2 separate regions of the Anas platyrhynchos genome follow, and region 2 is linked to region 1. Evidence: chromatin contacts called from public Hi-C data. All regions are on one chromosome and are shown on one strand. The core of a region is the stretch at or near the end of the contact, and the rest is flanking DNA. Distances in the headings are between cores, read along the strand shown. Region 1 overlaps FAS (Fas cell surface death receptor). Region 2 holds the start of CH25H (cholesterol 25-hydroxylase).

What was found. A called contact is a pair of places that touch in the nucleus more often than the background predicts.
Region 2: a contact with region 1 is called in a Hi-C map of subcutaneous adipose tissue, with 3 times the contacts expected there. The contact joins the promoter of CH25H here to the enhancer-like site in region 1. A contact is called at or near these places in 5 of 8 Hi-C or Micro-C datasets (F5 follicle, liver, skeletal muscle and 1 more).

Annotation. Positions count from the first base shown.
Region 1 is chr6:23,301,959-23,309,797 of IASCAAS_PekinDuck_T2T, forward strand. It overlaps FAS (Fas cell surface death receptor), which reads left to right. Exons shown (of 9, transcript XM_027459847.3): 9 at 39-1,229. The coding sequence ends at 454. Among named protein-coding and RNA genes, the nearest start is that of FAS, 16 kb to the left of the region's middle. Within about 2 kb of position 3,248, at least 3 of the 8 cell types and tissues checked have an H3K27ac peak or open chromatin away from gene starts, as enhancers often do. A contact at or near this core is called in subcutaneous adipose tissue, where this site is marked.
Region 2 is chr6:23,362,544-23,370,382 of IASCAAS_PekinDuck_T2T, forward strand. It overlaps CH25H (cholesterol 25-hydroxylase), which reads right to left and starts at 4,173. Exons shown (of 2, transcript XM_072039573.1): 1 at 3,521-4,173; 2 at 1-1,608. The coding sequence starts at 1,395. The coding sequence ends at 571. LIPA (lipase A, lysosomal acid type) reads right to left here. Exons shown (of 9, transcript XM_005029426.4): 9 at 6,780-7,839.

The DNA of each region.
Region 1 (7,839 bases), core at 1,998-4,497:
TCAGTGCCAAGAGCATTCATTTCCTTTTATGCTTCTAGATGTTGACCTGAGCAGACATATCCCTATTATTGTGGAGGAGATGACACTCCAACAAGTCAAGAAGTTTGTCCGTTATCGACAAATATCAGATCCTGTCATTGATCAAGTTTTGCAGGACAACATTAATGATGCATTTGAACAGAAGATTAAGCTGTTTCAAGCCTGGTATCAAAGTCATGGGATGAAAGGAGCCTATGGAACCCTACTAAGCAGCCTGAGAATGTTAAAAATGCGTGCTGTAGCTGATAAAATTGAGGAAAAGCTGAAGACAGTTGTTTCTAGCAATCAGGAAGGCGGACAATCTTATAATGATGATATTGAGCAAAGCAAAGCCTGTCATCAGGAAGATGAGAAATCCTATCATGATAATGCTGAGCTAAGTAAAACCTATTCTGATAGTTTGGAGGAGACATAGCATGGAGTCATTTGAAAATTATTTCTGACTGAAGTAGTATTTTTTAAGTATTACAGCTAACAAACCTTTTAAATGCCATTTTTGGCTTTTAAGGTGTGAAGGTTTCAAGGTAGTTATAATACAAACGAGGAATAATTATGATTTTTGTGGAGGTGTGTTTCCTTTAAAAGAGTCTTACCTGTTGATTTTGATTGTTAAGAACTGGGAGGATAAGTGTTCTGGCTTAGTTAATAACAGTAGCAATCAAAGATTTCTACTATAGGACTTGCTACAAAAAGAAAATACTAGTCATTGGCAGAAAGGTTTAGTCCAAATGTGTGGTCCTGCATGCAAATCAATGGATTTCTTACATTAAAGTTCTGGAAAGTTGCATTTTTGAAGGTAAAAACACCAGTGTTAAGAGTTTATGCAATGTACGATGTAGTATTAATATATAATCACATTTTGCCCTGTTGTAAATGTGATTTCTTCCTTGTGTGAAAGCACCTGTGTGTGTATATTTATATCAGTTTTCTATGTCAAATCCCCCAGTGTTAAGTAAAAGTATTATTTCCCTTATTATCTGCACTGACTTCAAGCCTATTTTGATGTTAAAACCCTTGAAGGAAGCAGAAACAGGAGCTGGTGTAGCACAACAAAAACATGGATTTTTGAAGGCAACCTGCACCAGCTGTAAAAGTCTCCAGACCCAGTCATGCAACAGCCAACATTATCTTTTCTAATGCAGGAACTGGTACAATGAAAATACCATTAATAAAATAAATAAATCCAAGTAGCACATGACTTCTCTTTTCCTTCTTACAAGGTAATCTATACATATCATCTTTAAGTTTTATTTTATTCAAATCAGTAAATCAAAAAGGGGAGTTTTAGGTTAGATATTAGGAAGAACTTCTTTACCAAAAGGGTTGTTAGACACTGGAACAGGCTGCCCAGGGAAGTAGCGGAGTCACCATCCCTGGAAGTCTTTAAAAGATGTTTAGATGTAGAGCTTAGGGATATGGTTTAGTGGGGACTGTTAGCGTTAGGTCAGAGGTTGGACTTGATGATCTTGAGGTCTCTTCCAACCCAGAAATTCTGTGAAAAAGGGAGATCATTCTCCTGGGGAAGAAGGGAAAAAAAAAAAAAAAAAAAAAAAAAAAAAAAAAAAAAAACAGAACATACCTGTCTTTCATCACAGATCTCAAGAGGGCTCCTCAATTCAAAGACTAGCAGTACTGAGCTACTTTGTAGTTAAAGCCTTTCCTGCTCCCACACCAATTCATGCAAAGTCTCACAAAACCTTTTGGCAGAAAAGGAGACCATCCTAGAACAACCTGATTTATTTTTTTTTTTTTTCCTAGATCCACCTGTTAACAGGATAACCTTTTCTTTGGCTCTTCCATCCATTCCCTAGGAGGGAATCTCCAGTTAAGTGCCAAGCATCAGCCAAAACACAAGAAGACCTGCCTGAGGCTGCTCCTGGCTGAGCAAGTGTTGTCAGGTGGGGTGTGTGGACAAGTCCAATTGCTGCCACCTGGCCCCAGGGTGCGGAAAGGCCAGGACAGGCATGCCAGCAGGTGCTTGGAATCAACCCCAGGGCAATGCTGCATGTCCACAGCTGCAGCAGGGCTGCTCCCAGAGGTCATGCTGCTGGCAGGAGCAATGTGCCTGCCAGGGCAGCACCCAGCCCTTGAAAACAGATGGAAATGCAGCCATGGTTCTGTGTGTTGTACTAAGTTGAAATGAAAAGCAGGGTTTACGTTAGTAGCTTCAAAACCTGTTAGACTTTTATAGACTTGTGGACTGTGCAAAAGCCACTGAGCCTATTCTGTTGCCAAGCCATGACCTGGTTCAGGATGCACAGCTCTTCCTCAGTTCTCAAACACCACATAGATGCTAAGTGCTTGGAAAAACCTTCCCGCCAGCTTTGCAGCCTCTTGCTTCTAATCTTTCTGCATTTTCTACATGACCTAACAAATTAACATTACACTGATTTGCTGGCTATGCTGCCAAAATCCCTACACTGTGCTGCTTTTCAAAGGAGAACATTCAGGAAGCTGTAGCTGGACAGTTTAATATCTATGCACCTATGCACCTGAGTTGGGCATCTATGGACTAACTGCAGGAGCTGATTAAGGCACAGCATTGTGCCTTGTGATCTAACATGCTGGGACAGCGTGCTGCTCACTGCTGTCTTTTGGCCAGACTCCACATATACAGCAATAAATTATTGTGACAGAATAAAATGTCTGCCTTTTGGCAAAGCAGCACAGCACTGGCATAGGCTGTGCCATATTGACTTCCTCGGCTGCGGTTGTGCAGAAATACAGCTGAGAAAGGAAGGAAGGAAAGCTCCATTCTCTCACAGCCCCTGGTAGACAGACTGCTCCCTGCACCATGTCCCACCTAGGAAGGCATAAATGTCACTTAAAGGTATGTTGGCATTTGCTTGACGCGAGCACTGGGTTTTCTTGGCATCTGGCTTCATCCCTTATAGCGAGGGATCTGGCCACCAGAAACCAAGATTGTTAGGACTTCAGCGTCAGTTAATGTAACTGGGCTGAACAAGACAAATCTCAAAATGGATGCAGCAAATCTCATGAGTTTGTGGTAGTGAAATAAAACGTGAATTTTTTGTTTCAACACACTGGAATTCCCCAACCTCAGTACAATGTGGATGGATAAAAAAAATAAAAATAAAAGTCCCTGAGCAATGAGTCATTTTCTCCTTAGTAGACCTCTGTAAGACTGAACCCCAGCTGCCATGAACACTAGTGGTTAGCATACGTTGCTTTTTTTTTTCTTAACCAGAACATTGTGCAACAAATAAAATGACTGATGATGCTGTGCAGCTGGTTTTTCAAAGCAATGTGTATGGTCTATGTTGTGGTGCAAAGCCATCTGATCGAGCTCAAAGTAACTGGACCAGAAGCAATCTAGTTCTGCTGAGGCATGTTAGCACACCCAGATTTCCATTTCCTCCTGCTTCTGGCCTCAAACTTGGGCTGCACAGGGAAATAATTCTGAGCAGGTTATGTTAGCAGTTTCACCTTTTGCTCTCACCATTCCCTCTCAGAAAGTGCATGGAGTGCCATGCTGCTGAGAAGGCTGCTGCCACCTTAGGTGCCTGCTGAAACCTTTCTGGTATCTTTACCCCATGCCCTGCAATCTCCATACTTGCAGGGCATACAATGACTAAATGACTAGCCTCTTTCTCCCCTGTGACAAGGCTGGGTAAGCAGACAGCCATGTAAAGTAACTCTTTTCTCAGCCTTAGGTAGGATAACAAAAACAAAAACAAGAAAGAGAAAAAGAAAGCAACAGAAATGTCTTTGACAAATGAAACTCTCCTACTCTATGGAAACCCAGCATCAGAAAAGCAAATGGAAACTGAAACAAAAACTTTTCCAGGGAATGAGTTGACACATTTTTGAAAAGCAGATTTGAAAGGGGAAGCTCTGTCTTCAGGAAATAAAAACTGTGCTAAACACTTGCATTATGACTTAAAGAGGAAAAAAGAAAAAGAAAAAGAAAAAAAAAAAAAGAAAAGAACATTTGTTATTTTAAAATAGCAGCAATAGAGGAACCGTATCATAGGAATAAAAGGCCTGAGGGATGATCTAGGTTCAGTCCCCTGCAGACTGTAAATGACCATACAAGAGCCAGGGTTGCCCAGAAGCCCCACATGCTCCTTCTCTGTGTGCACCCACCCCATCCTCACCCACACTGGGAACCACAGAATAGCTCCTGCAAGCAAGCTTGGCACCTGCAAGAGGACAGCAACCAGATCACTGTGGCAGTGTGACACCAGGGGAAGGCATGAGAGGTCCAAGACAGTTCCATTTGCAGTACTGCTACACTGTGAAACTGCTAAAGTTGTACTGCAAGCTGCCAGTTCATGAAAAGGCATTGCTGAGAAGTGAAGAGCAGAACACAAACAATCCAAAATGTGTCTTTGCAGACAGCATGACAAGCATATTAAAGCATGAGAGAGCTGTAGGCTTATTTCCTGTATGGAGAGGAGGGAAGGAAAACAATACAAACAAATCTGTGAGAAAAACAAAACTGTATTGGGAAAAGTCCCTGAGTTGGACAGATTTCTTTTTTGAGGGAAGATACAACCTCAAAACTCACATCCCTCTCTTACTGTTTGTCAATACTTTGATTTTGGACTTGAAAGGGAAGCTTACATTCCTGCTATCCCACTGCTACCGAGACGAAAAATGCCCTCTGTGCATATCTAGCCTCCAGTACGAAGCTGTGGTTGAGGATTAAAAGGGATGTGGGAACAATGACAAAACTTAATGTACAAGCAGTATTTTCTGGAGAGCTTTTCTGTGGTTTTAGTTCATTTCCAAGCTGCAAGCATGACTTTTAAGGCAGACAGTGCTAGAGGGCCCTTTCCCATAGCCTAAACAGAGGTCTTGCTCCTCCTGTAGCCAGCAACTGTGACAACGTGCTATTTTTCATTGCAGACAACCAGCAAAAAAATGTCTGTGATTGCAGGCATCCTGAAAAGAGGGTCCTAAACAAACACGGGAGGAGGAAGTGACTGAAAGCCATGGCAGGAGGGAGCTGAAGGTGCAGTCCCTGGAGGGCCAGCACACAGCCTCCCCTCTGCCACTGCACCTTGGCAATCGGTGCGTTTGTCAGATGTGAACATCTCACGTTTTATCTTCCCATTTTCCTGGTCCTTCCTGCATGCTATGCCAATATCCCTCTCCGGACATACCCCTGGGATAGCTGAAACTGTCAGAAATACTTTATGCCCCCCAGGCTTGCTCGGACGCACCATCCTGCCAGCACCCCCGCTCTTCTGACCGGGACTGCGGCTGTCACAGCAGTCGGTGGGGCACGGTGGCTGTGATGCGGGCCGATCTCAAAGGGGCTGGAGGCATTAAAACCGCATTAAAAGGGCAGGTTTCTGCCCGGTGTGTGTGTCCGCTCCTGGCGGTGCAGGGCCACCAGAGCCCAGCAGGCGGCAGCCGGCCCCCGCACAGCCCACGCGTGTCCCCTGCTGCTGGGCTCGGCCCCACGGGCTGTTCCCCACGGAGGGGACAGGAGGGACTCGGTCCTGGAGCCTTGTCCGGGCAGGGCAGAGCTTGCTCCAGCTCCTCCTGAAGATACCTCCACGGAGGTGATGTCCAGGGGCTCCTGCAAGGCTCTGAGGAGGAGCACAGCCTGCCTCAGCCTGCCAGGAGCAAGGGGCTGCAGAGGGGCCCACGCTGCTGGGTCCAGCTCTGCAGCAGCACAGCCAACGACCTGGCACCACCGGCTTTAAGCTTAATAACACATGGAAAAAAGCTGTAAGGATGAAACATCCGGGCTGGAAGTCTGGAACTGGCAGCGCTACTGACGTACGTGCGGCATGAACGTGCTACCTGTGCCAGCATGAACGTGCTACCTGTGCCAGCATGAACGTGCGGTGCAGCGGGACTCAGAAACGCTCCCACAACACAGCCACGAGTTAGGCCTGCGCTCGACCATGGCTCACCCAAGTGCCAAGATCACACAGATAAGGCTGAAAAAAGCCAAGGAAAGGAGGGATGGCCGGCCTGAAAGTTGGCCCCATAAGGGCAGTCTCTGTGTCACCGTAACCGAGTACCAGCGCTGCTGGTGCGGATGGGGGAGAAGGGTGGGTGGTGACAGCTCAGAGGCTTCCTGAAGAAACTGGCTGATGAATGATGCCCTTAATTGCTCCAGCATGCTGTTGTAAATGGTCTTGTCTTCCTTCTCTTCCAGACTTGTAAGGTAGCCTATCATTTTGAATAAATATACATTAAATGCAGTTTTAACTTCTGTTCTAGCTATAGAAACTTTGGGAATAACAACCGCAGGGACCCTGCTGCCAAGATTTTTTTATATATTACAGGATCTGTGGCTGTTGCTTCAATCATAAAAACTGGAACAATCGTGACTGCTTAAAAATACACAATTCTGTACCATGGAGACATCAGAGCTTGCAAAATACTCCAGGTATTATGCTTTTTGTTGGCTCTATTTACGTGCATTTAGCAAGCAAGCTCTATCTTGCATGCAAGGTACAGAGCTCCCTCACTGAGACGTTTTTTCCTGAGAAAGGGCCTTCTTCAGGAGCTTTGTTCAGATCTCCCTCCAGCACCCAAAAGCCTTTCCCTGACTTCAGGCATGCTGGTGTAAGGAACTTCCGTCGAACAGGGAAAGAAATGAGCAGCATTAGTCAGGGCAATTTAAATAATAGGTTATGTGGGCAGGTATTCTTAGGCACCCTTTGAGGAGGCATGCATGAAGTGATTTGTGGTATATCTACACTAACAGGCACCTTCAAGGCTCCCTGAGCTGTGGTCACCCCCCAAGGTACTTGGGAGTCAAGGACTATGGACTGCAGGACAGTGTCACACTTACTTGGTGACAGAAAATTTGTTTCTCCTCCCCTCATTGCCTTCCTTTACAATTGTGAGACTCTTAGCCTGCTGTCAGTGCAACTTCTTCGGCTCTTTTTTTTTTTTTTTTTTTTTTGTAAATGAAAACAGATGAGTAAATTAATAAGTTGGAATTTTGAGGCTGGACACAAGATAAAGGCTCTGTTCTGTGTAAAGGCTGAAGTCAAACAGTCTTCCAGAGACCAGCTTCCTCCTCCAAAGGCATCCCTACATACATCACAATAAAAATGTACAGATCCTCAATGTCCCTGCACTCATCCAAATCCAAACCAACGACCAACAGAATGTATAAAAGCATTTCTCAGAAGGAAATACTGTTTTCATACTTTCTGCTCTCAGCTGTGGACCTATTCCAAAGAAAGATAGTCATGTATTCTTTTTTTTAAATAAATGGAGGAAATGGTTCTTCCAACTGTGACTGAAGATATTACTGGTTAAAGTAAATCAATGCATTATGTTTGGACAGCAACCAGATCAAAAAAAAAAAAAAAAAAAAGACAGCTTTAGAAGCTGTAAATAGTCCAAAATAGGGCTTCATGTAGAATCTTACTCTATGTGGATTCAAGTTTGTAATTGGAATCAAAAGAGAAAACTAACTATCACTAAAAATCAAGAGAGCTTTTTCTTTTCTAGGCAGCATTCCACCTGAGTATCTAATTAGTCATCAACCGATACTCACTGCTTACCCTTCACAAATCTGGGCAGATTTACAGACAACCTTAGAACAGATAAACCTACTGGAGGAGTCCATGACACAACCAAAAAAAAAAAAAAAAAAAAGCAGGTTTCTTAAATCCGAAAATACTAGCACAGCCTTCTTGAAACTGAAGGCATGGCCTCAGATGGGATGATCTCTTTGGTGTCTGGTATCTTGCTGCACTATCAAACACAGAAAGGCAAGTCAGATGTCCTTCCCCCTTCTTCCACTCTAGCCCAATACTAATTAGAATAGCAGATTTTAGCACTCCTGTGAGATGTGGA
Region 2 (7,839 bases), core at 2,923-5,422, 62 kb after region 1:
AAGAATGAGCATATTTATTTCCTGTTCAAAACAGACAGCACATCAGGATTTATAATATAAATATAAAAATTATCACACAGTCAGAAAACTAGCTTTGTTTGGCAGCATTTTTTTTTTTTTTTTTTTTTTTTACAATATCAGTGTACAATAATATGCTCTGGCAGGTTAAACTCCACAAAATCCATGCTGTGTACCTTCTCTGTTTACATCTTACAGCAGTAAGATAATTTTTTCTGGTGTATGTATAAAACATCATACATAATACAATACATGCTTTATGAAAGCTGAAAAGAAGGAAAGAAGAGAGAACGTACATCTCTTAATGCTTCCCTTACACCTATGACTCAAACAAATTTAAGTAATATATTTACTATGGCTTTACAGTCATATAACATAGGAAGTTCCATGTATGCATACAAATACATATATATTAAAATGATTTGTTATAAATAGCTATGGACTTTATAAGTAGCTTCAAATATACAATCTTCTGTATGTCATTGAAAAATTAATGTCCCAGTTTAGTTTATCATAAAAAAAAAAAAAGAGTTCATCCACAGGCAAATATTCTTAACTAGAATGTGACTCTGTGAATGTCCCAAAGAGTCTGTCCCAGTGGGTGAAGTAAGGAGCATAGTTTGACTTGAATTTCAGATGATGGAGATCGTGATGCGGTGCTCCTCCATACCAACCAAATGGCACAAGTCGGTGAGTTGACCACGGAAGGTCATAACCTGAATGGTCCTCCACTGACAGCCAGATGTTTACAAGGAAGAAAATCATTTCTGTCAAAGGATGACATCCAAGGAGCAACGGATTGATGGCAGCGAAGAATCCCAGTGACAGCAGTTCCCACACACTGGAATACTGTGTAGTAAGAGCAAATGTTGATATGTGCTTGTGATGCACCTTGTGGAAGGTCTTGTAGAGCCACGGCACTCTGTGGTGAAGCAAATGCCACAGGAAATACTCAAAATCAAACAGCAGCAGGCAAATTACTACTTGCAGCAGGACCTCGGGCAGCTCTGGAGCTATCACCGGTAGATTCACTGGTTTCCAGTACCAGTGAAGAAATGTCACGGGGAAAATCCAAACCACATGGTGATACGCACTCTGAATAATGCAAGGCACCATCATTCCAAGAGTTGGATAGTTCTGCGGCTGGATTTTGTATTTTCTCAAGTTTGGCAGTCTAGTGCTGAAAAAGTCCAGTGCAATATATGGAAGACAGAAAGCCATGTATGCTGTAAAAGAAAACAGCACTGGAAAAAACGGTGAATTGATCAATGGCTTTTTTGCTGTGACAAAGTCCCAAAGAAACTGAAGGCACAGCCTGTCCTGCTGTCTGTCCATTGCGTAGCAGTGCAGCACTCCGTCCGGCACGCTGCAGTTCATGCTGATTGCTGTCTGAGACTCTAAGTCCTGCAAGCCTTTATCTAGGCTGCTCAGAGGAAAACTCCGCCCAGTCAGAAATTCTCCTTACTTAGCTTGGTAATACGTAGCGTTAAAGAGGAAGTTCCCTTTCCTGTTGTACAGAAGCGGTGTAATGCATTACAGTCTCAGAACAGAATTAGCCAGCCAGGGTAATCACTGAAACTTCACAAAAGGCTTGCATAGTAGGAAAAAATTAGAAATGCAGAACTCTTTAACAATGGATTTCAGAGAAAGAGGGTAGGAATACTTTCCACTCCACTTACTACATACACTTAAAAAACTGGTCTTTTACTCATTTAAGTTATACTATCCTTTGTTATCCTCTTGCCCTTAAATGTGAGGAAACTTAACCTACCATTGATTTTTTCTGCTACCAAAGATGCATTATGTACCTAAGCTCCAGGTCTGACCCATGGATGTTTTGTGGCTAATGGATGTGTGCAAACACGTTTTCCTAACAAGCTCTTTGGTTTAAAATGGGCTAAGTCGAAATCTGAGTATAACATACACCATGCTTCCAGCCTGAATGTAGTAGCTGTGATTTATCTCCATCTACATTTGAGGTCCTGTTCTCTACTAACCACTTGACATGACAAAATCCACTTGACTAGATGCAAAACTGAGCCAACAGAATATCCCTCATTTTCTGGGAAGAATGCTAGTTACAATGTCGTTTTCCTTCCAAACAGACACCTACTGATAATTATTATTGCATTATTATACTATTTACTCCACAACTTAAGAACTCTTTGAGTAATATGATAAGGACATCATCCTTCACGCAAGTATGATGCAATTCAAAGACCCACTGGTTAGAACAGTGTCCTCTAAATGATCTTCCTTTGACCGTAGGCAATCACTGGACAGAATAAAAGCTAGCAGGCTTGAATCCCAGCATTTTAAATTTGCTAAAAATATTTTAGGGGTAAAAGATGGAGGTCTTGATTTAATTCTAAGACATTGTTTCTCTTTGTGCTTTTTGAAAATGACGAACAAAGCTTTGAATATTTAGGGAAACAGAGTTTGCCATCAGTTTCCTATGAACTCACCTCTTTTGTAGGTACAGCATTTATTCTAATATTGGAAGTGAGCTCAACTTCCTGGATGACTTTATTAGCTTGTTCAGATGATTTTAGTTCTTTGCTATTCAGAAAAGAAACCCGATGGAGATACAGGAGACACAATTTCCTTGTGTCTTAGTAACGATGCGATAGCAGTGACCTTTTCTGATCTATGTGTAGACTTCTCTTAATCCTTAAATTTGTTTTCAGTCTCTGATACTTCATCTTCAAGAGAAAGTCCTTCCAAGTAAATACAGATTTTGCTCCCTCTTTAGACTTCAAGTTTACTGAAACAGTAACATTATTATAATGTGTGCTATTATTCAGGCAATCATAAGTTATTTGCTGGAGACAGCTCTGGTATGGCCTTCAAAGACTCTATCTGTGGCATTTTAGAAATAGGTTCAGATGTTCTGCCAGTGTGAGACTGTGCTGTTGAACTCAATGAATTCACATTGTTGAATGCAGTGAAACTAAAAACTTGTGACATACACTAATCTAATGGATGAAGACCTATATTCAAGAAATTAATTTCAGTCCTCTGACTATATTTTAACCTGACCTCCATTTCACAATAAGAATGTGAAAAATGCATTTGTAACTCATTCACGCTCTGGGACTGAAAATTTTCTTCTAAAAGATGATTTCTGTTTATGTATAGAGTTACAATCAGATGTTAAGCCTCCAGATGTGATACATGATTTCTGTTTTACTGGGATTATGCAAGGATTGATTTTTTCCTATAACATATTTCAAATCTGCCAAAAGGGAGATTGACATAAATTGTTCATCTGCCCTACAGACATTGTTCCAACTAATCCCTAACAACTACGCTGAATTCTCAAGAAGTTGTAGAAACAATAGTGCCTATCAGCTAAAATGTAAAAAATCAGCGTTTTGCCTGCAGATTATGTCACAGAAAAATATTCTTAAGTCCCTTAAGGAAAATTACAGAATTTTGCAGCCTTACTGTTTATCCTGCAGCGTGAAGTCCAAGCAAATCGAGGACTGCAAGCAGAGCTTACCTCGGTGACTGCCTGCAGCTCCAAGGCGGCCAAAGCCATCGGCGCTGCGCCCCATCTGCTGGTGCTCAGGAGGATGAGCTCCATTACAAGCTTTGCCCTGCTGGGTATTGATTCAGGCTCGAGAAAGCAGATCGTCATGCATCAGAGATGGCAAATCCTTATTCTCCAGAAACTGGTTTCAAGCTCCTTGCCTTTGCCACCAAAAAGCATTTATTTCACACGTTTTCACTCCTCCAACTCAGGTTTCCTTGTTAGCACAAGGTGAAGAAGAGACAAAGTGCATGCAAATCCTTTCTGTATTTAATTCAGCAACACAGCCCCAGCTTTTTTCACTCAGCTAACAATGCTGCCAAACTCTCCCATGTGTTACAGGACTCTAAATGGGTCTCTTAAAAAAATCAAGCCTGCTGCTCTGGAGCTTAGGTTGAAGGGCACATAGTTTGGAATGAGGCCCCACAAAGGGTCTCAAATAGATTCCACATGAGCACAGGACGCAAGCACCTACCCCAGGCTGCGCAAGGTAAACAGCAAAACACTAACAAGTGGTTAGGAGAATAAAGAAAAGTTGAGACGAGGGAAAATCAGGGTCAATAGGCTGAAACTAATCTCTCAACAGAAGGGGCGAAATTTCCTTCTCCCTCCTGCTCTTCTCCCCCCCCCCCCCCCAATGTGACAGAGATAAGGCAGCTCCCGGTGCGTGCTGAGCCCTGTCTAGAGAAGACGGGTGCCGGGAAGAGAGCCCATAATTTATTGAGGACAGTGACGGGGAAGGGGGCTGGGGAGCTGAGCACAACCAGTCCTCCTCCCGCTGGCGAGCAAGCGGCGCCACGGCACGCCAAGCCCGGGGCTCCCCCCGCCGAGGCGCCGCCGGGCGGCCAGGCCGCAGCCGCCATTACCACAGCGCCCCCCGGTGCCCGCGGCCTCTCCAGGGCCGGGCCCCGCAAACAGTCCCCGCACCTCAGGGACAGCAGCCCACGGAGGGGCACGGCAACTTCTCAGGGCTGGGGGCGTGGGTCTGGGACACGGGAGGAAAAGGGGGAGCGCCGAGACTCGGATTCTGGAGCCGAGTCCCAGGGGACACGAGCCTCCGCCCTCACGTCCCGGGTAAAGCAGCAAGAACCGAGGGCCACGACGTCTGCTGGATCCTGCGAGACACATCCCGCACACGCATTCCTCTTCTGATTTTTGTTGTGACGAAAAGCTTCAGCCTAAACACAAAGTACTTAACAGAGCTAACATGTTTTCCCAATCAACATATTTTCATACCAACATTCCACTGTCCCAACCAAGCTTCCCCAAAAACCTCTCCAGCCAGTATTGAAGGAAAGCTTAATTAAGGATTTTTTAATAAATTCCTAACAATGCTCAGGGAGAGAAAACTGCCAGCAAAGTAAATTGTTAGTTCTAAAGCTTTACCAGGATGAATTTTCAAAATAATAACCATTAGGAAAAGATCCTAAAATTCTTTCATTCAAATTTTGTAATTCAGTTGTGCAAAACTGATTCACACCCTCTACCACTACCTGCATCCACTTTGACTTCTCTGGAAATCAGGAAATAAAGGCATTTTTCAGCTTGCTATCCTCAGAAAATAAGACTTAGGCAATCATCTTAGGCATCCTGACTACTGCTCATACAACCTTAATTTTTTATTCCATTGATGATTTCAGTGAAGTCTTACTACAGGGAAGCAATCTCAGCCATGTTGTATTTATACAAAATTATCTGAAAATAAGCTACTTAGAGAAGAGAGGCCATTAGCACTCATGACATGAAATACTGCCACATGGGTTTGTATTTTATAGGACATCAAAATATATGCTTTAATTACAGTACAATCTTCTACTGACAGCCATGCTTTATTACCGATCACAAAATCTATTCCTCCATCAAGATTCCTTTCATATCCTATGAGAACCATTTGCAACTTTCTGCTAATAAAGTATTTGTGTTTCCAATATTTGTATGGCACCTTTACCATAAAGCATAATTTATACAAAACTAGTTTGTTCCCAAGCTGATTAAACTGTTTTGCTTATGGGGCCCCATTGGAGTAGGGCTGTTTTACCACCACGTGCTATGCTGCCTCACTTCCATGTTGATGGAGCTGATGTGTGAGCTTCTGCCAGTGTTACCTGATACCAAATCACTATGTACTGTTAGAAGGCCATTGAGCTAGAACACAGTAAGCACCACTACTGTACGTGTACCCTACTATCATCACGCCTTACTGGTTGAGATGAAGTCTGAATGTATATTCAAAGTCCTGTTTAGGTTCTACTCATAGGCAAAAACAGGTGCCCTGGCTCTGCTGTAGATCCATGAGTGAACACCCTGGACCGTGCATTTGCTTCAGATGCAGACAGGTCTGTGAGTCACAATTCACCAGCTGCATGGGGACTACTGTCTCCAGCTTTCTAGCATAGCTTGATCACTGCACTGCTCCTTATTAGATCAAGCATCTCACTGTTCTACTCCACATTCAGAATGTGTTATTTTGCACATTTCTTTCCACTGATGCCTCTCCAACTTCGTGTCATACAGTGCTTGTACATAGCAGGCCAGGAACAGCACAGCAGCTCTTAATTCCCATGTCCATGCCTGCTCCAGCAAAGCAGAGAAGCTCCACAATGGCTTTTGCATAAAGCTTCTGCTATTCTGGTAGTATTTCCAGGCACACTGGGGATTCAGCAGCTGACAAAGCTGGCGACAGGATTTAATACACCCTGCTATCTTAATTGTGCATCTACTGTATCCAGAATGGACAGAAAGGTATGGCCTGAGTGTTTATTACTGAAGATGAAAAAGGTCAAAAGCTGGGGCTTCACACCAAATGCACAAAGGAAAAGATTAGTTCCCTACCGTACAATGCAGTTACATGCTATTTATGAGATTACTAGACAGTAACTACCCAAGGCTTAAGAGTGTGATCCAAGCAGCTTTCTACCATGTCAGTAGTTTGACCAGAACCCTTCACCTGTAGGCTTAGAAAATACCTCAGTCTTGTGAGCAGTTACTTGTAGTTCATACCTTACCTAGAAGTCTCAGAAAAATCTTTTGAAACAATACAAATGGCCTTTTAGGCTTAGACAAAGCTTCTTTCAGGAAAGTAGTAAAATCACCAAGTAAAATCCTATTTCATTTTTTATTGTACTTGTTCTATGGATGAATAGTTGTGAAAAATAGACTTGGCTCTTTGGACTCTGTCCCAAAGACTCACATGTATTCAGGAAACAAGAAGTGAAACAGAGCACGTCACTCCAAACAGGTCTCTCATTTATTGAAATACCTCAAGCTTAATAAACACAATGCACATGGCTCTTGCTGTATCACATACCATCACAACTGCAAAGTTAACCACTTTGGATTCTTACAGTCTTCCTTCCAGTATAGCAATGTGGAGCAAATATGACTGCTATAAAGCAAACTTAAAGGTCCTGCTAGGCATCACATCTGCAATACCATGAACCACTTTTTCTTACAGCCTGAGGACTCCCTGAGTCTGAATTAGTTTTTTTTTTTTCCTCCTTTTTCAACTCCTAATTTATGGCTTATGCATTTTCTTTCTTACAAAAAAAGGCTGCCACAGTTTAAACTGTACTATTTTCTATTACATATAGAAAAGTCTTTTGTTCCCGTTAGGATTACTGACAGAGATCTGGATTGAACTCCAACTCTGGCACAGAAATTTTCATCTGGACTGAGGCAATTGACTCTGGAGATTGTTCATACACCTACATTAGGCATTGAACTTACATGCACTTCAGAAGAGCCAAAGTCTCCTGTGCAGTCAAAGGAGTGAGCAAGGCACCTATACCAGAGAAAGTTATAGCTCCAAAGTCAGGCCCCTAAAGCAGATGTGAATCCTCTTCCCCCATTAAATGGGGGCTTAGCCCCATTCTAAAGTAGAAGCTGAGACAAATGGAAATCACCATAAATACAGCCAGGCTTCTCCAGGTTATTGTATGGTGAACACAATGGTGGCAAGCACCATATAAGCAGCTAAAAAGTTAACAGATCTGCAAAGCAGCAGAAGATTAATGGGAAGAGTTCATGCAAATTAAGTCACTCAAGCTATAGAACTAATGCATTGGCCCTTCCCTGGCCAGTAGTATACTGGGAGGAGCTTGTTTTCTAGTGGTCAGTGCAAACAAAACACAAGTATGTTACGTTATTCTCCTTGAAAGTCGTAACCTATTGACAAAGCTAACAAGAAGTGGTATTTTTTAACTGCTTCTCTTGTTCCAGAAATCTTCAAGGGCAAATAATGATCCTTATCCACAGTTGTCATGTGGAACATGAAAGGCTTCAGGGATACT